Linked DNA regions of Drosophila melanogaster: region 2 is linked to region 1. Evidence: chromatin contacts called from public ChIA-PET data. All regions are on one chromosome and are shown on one strand. The core of a region is the stretch at or near the end of the contact, and the rest is flanking DNA. Distances in the headings are between cores, read along the strand shown. Region 1 has its middle 13 kb from the start of lncRNA:CR44606. Region 2 holds the start of Itgbn (Integrin betanu subunit).

The links. ChIA-PET counts read pairs in DNA pulled down with a chosen protein or histone mark.
Region 2: an RNA polymerase II ChIA-PET map of the Kc167 cell line shows a contact between it and region 1, with 9 times the contacts expected there. The contact joins the promoter of Itgbn here to the enhancer-like site in region 1. A contact is called at or near these places in 23 of 107 Hi-C or Micro-C datasets (the D17-c3 cell line, the Kc167 cell line, the OSC cell line and 10 more) and 2 of 6 datasets of contacts at active chromatin or transcription factors (both in the Kc167 cell line).

Annotation. Positions count from the first base shown.
Region 1 is chr2L:20,959,248-20,962,333 of dm6, forward strand. No RefSeq gene overlaps it. Among named protein-coding and RNA genes, the nearest start is that of lncRNA:CR44606, 13 kb to the left of the region's middle. Within about 2 kb of position 1,399, at least 19 of the 39 cell types and tissues checked have an H3K27ac peak or open chromatin away from gene starts, as enhancers often do. A contact at or near this core is called in the Kc167 cell line, the OSC cell line, the S2 cell line and 3 more, where this site is marked.
Region 2 is chr2L:21,051,351-21,054,436 of dm6, forward strand. It overlaps Itgbn (Integrin betanu subunit), which reads left to right and starts at 1,683. Exons shown (of 6, transcript NM_078884.3): 1 at 1,683-1,871; 2 at 1,935-2,011; 3 at 2,108-2,294. The coding sequence starts at 1,784. It overlaps CG42238, which reads right to left and starts at 814. Exons shown (of 7, transcript NM_001273724.1): 1 at 424-814; 2 at 1-72.

The sequences.
Region 1 (3,086 bases), core at 149-2,648:
TATTACTTTCAATTAGATGTACACATAGTGGAGTGCTAAAATATTTCCAGGAGTCGGGCAAATTGCATTACACTTATACATATGCTGTAACATCAACATTGTGCAATTTATTTTCTAATTGATTTCACTGGCAGTAAATCACATGCTTCCCATTCGCTTTTATGCTCTGTTGTCCCATTATCAAAAAATTATCCAGGAATTACTGCTATTATATTGTATATGATAATAATTGATTGCATACGAGTGCTTTTATATTTTCAGAAGAAATAAAAATGAAAATTAAAAATAAATAACTATTATTTCCCAGGTAGGTTAGGGTGAAATTATCTTGAAAAGTTCATACTTCATTTTTAGATGTTAACAGCTCCTCACATCTGACAGTTTAGTTAGCAATTTTTCTTATGGCTTTGCCTTTCCTTTCGGCTGACTTAAACTATTGATAAGCCATGATAGTTAATTCTCCAGGGCTTCCGGCTGCAATTTAACTTTGCTCAAAGGCGACTTAAAATTTGATTTATTGCACACTCAAGTCGGGCTGTCGCTCTGCGAGTCCGTCATTCAGTCAGTCCGTCGGCCAGTCAGCTGTTATGGCTGCCGGTGGCTGTTGATGACCAGGGCATCTGTATCTGGCGGATCGACTGCTGCATAATAAAAATAAAAATTTTGAACGCTGCATAAGAGCATAAAAAAGCTGCAGCTCTGGCGGCGGACAAACAGGAGCGTGTAAAAGTGCTGTAACTTGGCCGGTTCGCCAGTAAAAACAACAGCAGTCCGGAACGAGGCTACAGATACTGCTGCGCTGCTGCTTTGATCAATCAAGCGTCAAAATTATTGCCCCGTGCCAGCGACAGTTCGCGTTGCAAGATGGACTCGCTGCACTGTGAGATACATGCCACTAATTCCTAAATTCGTTCTCTAGTCGCTTGAGAAAGGAAAGCTCTCAAAAATTTACCAAAGTAATGGGTATTTTAAGTGTAGTCATTCAGCATTCCTTTGCTTAATAATTTTCACAAAAGTGAAGATAATTTTGAAAGAAAAGCAAGTAAATTAAAGCCACACATTTTATAGATTCGTTTTTGAGTGCACAAAGGGGGCGTGACGGCTACGGTGCGGGGAAGTGCGGAGGGGCGTAGCGCGGATGCAATTATAACCATTTCCACGTGACGCTTCATTGGGCCCGCTCGCTCATTCGCCGCTTTCCCAGCGGCCTGCGCGGATATCGGGTCGAGTTGAGTTGAGTTGAGCTGTGCTGAGTTGGTCGTCGGCAGAAGCCGTTAGTTGTTGTTCATGGCTAAATGGAAATTTATTGCCCACCAGCAACGCCCACACAGCTGCCACCAATTCCAGACCCTAGAAACACACACTCAACTTGCTGTTGCAACTCTAATGAAAGCGAATCGCAGGGGCTTCACCAGAGTTCACCGGAGTACGAGTACGGTGGCCCCAGGCCCGAGTAACGTGGCATCAGACCCTCGTTCTGGAGTGGGCTTTGAATATATAGAGTAGTGCCAGGCATAGAACCTATTTAACTTGCTGTCGAGCAATACATATGTGATTTATATATTTACTGTACCCTTCTTCCATATTCCAATCAATATTTAATTGATTATATCTAGGAAAGTAAATGGGTTACTTCTAAATGAATTCTGTGAATTAGAGATACATGTACCCTTTAACTAATATAAATTCCCAATATAAATGTTGCTCCCTGATTTTATGCATTTTTGAGAACAATCCAGCTTTACTTAAATATTGTGAACCCTGGATCTCTTTTATGCATCGGATGATGCAACTTGATGGAGATACACCTGAGGGGAGAACGTGCATCCGTCCATTCTGGAGGCCACCATGCTGCCGCTGCTCAAGTGGCGCCCACTCACACATGCTGCTCCGATGAGGAGGAAGTGGAACATGGACAGCTCGGAACTTGGAGTGCGCCGAAGATGTTGATATTATGCCACCGGTGTGGCGCATAATGCAGCTTATCTGGGGAATTAGGCAAGGAATCTGGGAAGGCTGACGAAAGCGACGATATTGCGCTGCACATTTCAATTTCGTATCTTATTACGCAAAGTAACTTGGCCTGACTCACGCTTATCGTTGGCCAAGTGTCCTACTCCTGTCCCAACAATTCCATTTTGTCTCCCTTTGCCTTTTTTCTTTCAGGGATTTACGACAGCACGCACAGTCAAAGTAGCTAAGCGAATTAAAAAAGTAAACTCGAAAGTAAATTAAATGACGGCCAACTTGAAGACGGAGGAAATGAGAGGCGGCTCAGCCAGCTGATAAGGCGCTAAGCCCGGGAGAAAACGACAATGACTAAGAAAGTGGAACGGGAATGGATATCGCCAGCCGAAGGATCAGGGGCAGGAGCGGCGACCGCAGCGAGGAAAATGTTTTAAAATGAAATCACTTTTAATGAGTCATTCAAGTGGCATGAAGACGGCAACAGACTCGACTCGACTCGACTCTACCTCACTCCGCTCCTCGCCGGGATTTCACTGGGCAGAGAGTCTCGCTATGCTCGACTTGACTAGCCAGCCAGCCAGGCAGCATAAAAATAATAATTTTTACAGCGCAACAAACAAAAAGAACATCGAAAAAAATGATGGTAACGAAAGCTGCATTTTAAAAGTTCAACTCCTAAAGAGTTAATACCCTTATGGTAGAAATTTGTGATTATTATATGTACGCAAGACTCCGCTTTTAATTCTTTCCCAGATGTAATTTGTTTTATAGCTTACAATCGAATGAAACATTTATATGGGTAATAGTTTTAAAGTAAATTGGTTTTTCTTAATATATGAAATAGTACTATGATTTTGAATGAAGAATAGGAAAATGATAACTATTTTACTAGTTTCTTAAATTTTTGATAAAGACTAAAAAAAATCCTTACTATTTTACTAGTTCCTGATTCTTATTTTTCTTGATCTACACATGGATTTTTCCTTGAGTTTTAGAAGTACTCTATGATAGGGTATAAATAGATTGCCGCGAAAAGGAAGGCAGAGCAATAATGATTTCTCGTACGGACACTGCCAAGTGGAAGCGCCAAGCTCCAGGAAGCGTCAGTCGTCTCCAAA
Region 2 (3,086 bases), core at 433-2,932, 92 kb after region 1:
AACCAAAATGGACAATTTTCTTATTCAATTTCAGTTTCTGTTTTCCTTTCCTTAGTTTTTCTGCTTTCTTTTCTTATTTTTCCAATCACAAAAACACAGATTAGCATAGACAAAAGCAAAAGCAAAGGCAACAACATCCAAACACACAAAACAAAAGCAAATGCACGACGCCTACAACAACAGCAACAACAAAGCGCCGCCGTAGTACACAAAAAATTCCTTTTTCGCTGCGCGTCGTCTCCTTGCAGATATTCATATATATATATATATTTATTTATGTATGTATGTGTATATGTACATTTTTATATTCCACAGAGCAATTCTATTTTGCTTACTTTTTTAATGACTTTTTCACCTTTGATTTTTTTGCCGCACTTTAATTTGACTGCATACTTTACATCTCCATCTCTATCGCACACTCACCGTTTAATTGAGAAAAACACACACGATCTCGTCAATTGGTCGCGTATTTGTCGCCGCTCATTTGGTAAACATTTGGAGTTTTTCATCCGATTTTCCGCTACAAACACAAAAAATGCGAAACTCCGCGCTCCGCTCCAAAGCTGAACCGTTCCGATTGAAAATCGTCCGCTGTACGACCCCGCGATTTGAAAATTTTTCGCCGACTGGCCGTTTCATGAGTGTTTCAGTATTTTGCTGCGTCTTTTTACCCACGATTTTGGTCACACTACTGCGCCATCCATCTCTTGTTCACACAGCCATTTCATAAAATGAAAGAAGAGGACAACAACATAATGGTAAAAATGTTTTTTCTCCGCGGGGTTGGTCACAGGATAGTAAGACCATGGCTCGGCTGGAGAATTATACCGCCCGAAGAGAGTAAGAGAGCACTAACTTAAGACCAGTTTTGACAAATTGAGCCTAACAGTGTGACCAGTAATTTCCTAATAAAATCGTTATTCTGACTTATATATTAAATAATTTAAATTCTATTTTACGTTTAAAATCATAAAAGCAATCTGAAAAACACAAGACTAACATTATGCCAACCGATAGTCCTATTCATTGTGTTATTTAATACAAATTTTTCTAAGAGAAGACTTGCACTAAATGAACAAAATTTTTTTTATTAAATTTGTATAGTTTTGCTTATGTGTAGCTGTTGGTTTGTTGTTGTTTGCTTTAGACTCTTTCATATGAATTCGTCTTGGTTTATTTTAGTATTTTCGGTCCCTTACAAGCTCTGACGGCTACAAAACTTGTGGCTCCACATATTTAAAGTACAAATATGTAACCCCTTCTCTACCATTAAATGGGAGCTGGTCTATAATATATTTCTAATGGGATGGAATTTTTAAAACAACTAGACATAAAAGTATACTTTAAGGTTTTGATTGTGACTAAATATGATATCTAAATAAATAAAGAAATGGATCTCCAAATAAATATACATATATTATGTATATACTTTCCAAACACTAATATTTATTTAAACAAAACATAAGAACGATAGCAGTGCATTTTTTATGTCTTAAAATGTAGTGAGTTAGACAACACGTGAATGAAATTTGCTTTCTTTTATTATCACTTATTACTCTCATTTATTTTTAAGAGTGCCATTTATTCTAATCACATCATTTTCCCAATAACTTCTCACATTTTTTGTCACTCTCTCCTGATAAGATACGAGCGGAGCAATCAACGTTTTTCGTACTGAACAAATATTAGTTACGCTGGACTTCTAAGGCCGAACGGTCGCTAGCTCCCTTAGCAAAAAAAATATATGTGATCGTTGGTAGTGAAAATTGCACGCATTTTGAAAATGACGTCACTGGGCGGAAGGGCGTTCTTGTGGATATATTTGGTTTTTCTAATAGCTGAGATCTCTCATTCGGATGCAGATTCAATTGGTTTGTTAGCCGGCAGCTTTGACGTGACATAACGGATTTGTTATCGCCATCTCTTTTACGCAGATGATCAGTGCAGGCACGCAGACAGCTGCGAAAGATGTTTATCCGCTCATCTGGAATGCGCTTGGTGCACGGACAAGGTGAGTACGAGGGAGATGGCAAGAAAACATAAACGGTTCCTACTGCTGCTGTCATCCTTGCGAAGTCAATCATTTTCCTATTTGGTTGCATATCAGGAATACCAGGTGGGATATCGTTGTCTCTCTCGCCGGCAACTACTTAACTACAACTGCAGTGAAACGGATATATACGAGAACCAGCCGGTCCTAGATGTCCTTCAGGATAAGCCCCTAAAGGACTACGAAACCAGTGATCAGGCTGTCCAAGTCACACCCCAGCGGGCATACCTTAAGTTGGTCAAAGGTGTGTGTTTGGATAATTGTTTTATTTAGCTTTTCTTATCTTATCAAATTTGATTTATCATGTGGCTACCAACACTTTTTCATGTGTGTCACCCTTCCAATTCTTCCCCACTACTTCGTATTTGTTCCACATTTGCTCCACATCATTTTTAAACATTTTGTTTTTGTGTCCGTGCTTTGCTTATCAGGCCTTGGTGGTTGTCACATCTTGTTATTGTTGTACCATTTAGCGTGGGAATACCTATCCCTCTCTTTCTTTCCGCCGTCCTTGTCCAACACTTTTGAAAGTTCACTGACCCAAAGACATTATAATAATTATAATCTAATGTCTGATTGAAAACCCACTTTATAGGTATTGAGATACTTACCTTATAAGTATTGTGATCCCAGAACTAATAGATTATGTATTCGTTGTCGTGCTGAATAAGCGAGCAAAAATGAGTCACAAGAATGTGCTTTTGTTGTTTATAAGTTTTCTCGAGGGTTGAATAATATTTCAATGAGTAAAACGCGATTAATTTCAAAAAAAAAAAAACATACATTAATATTTTGGAGCTTTGATCCGGAAATACTCAACTAATTTCTACATATATCACTAACTTCTAAGATTAAATCACAGAAAACCACAACCTATAATTGTATTTTATTATTTTTAGTTGTTAACCCATTTTGGGGTAGTTATTTTTAGCATACAGACCCAACTAGCACTTTTATTCCTTAGTCTCCATAATGCATTTGCGTTTATCTCAATTGATATGGTGCTAAGTTGTTTTCATCGAGCCGCATTTTGATG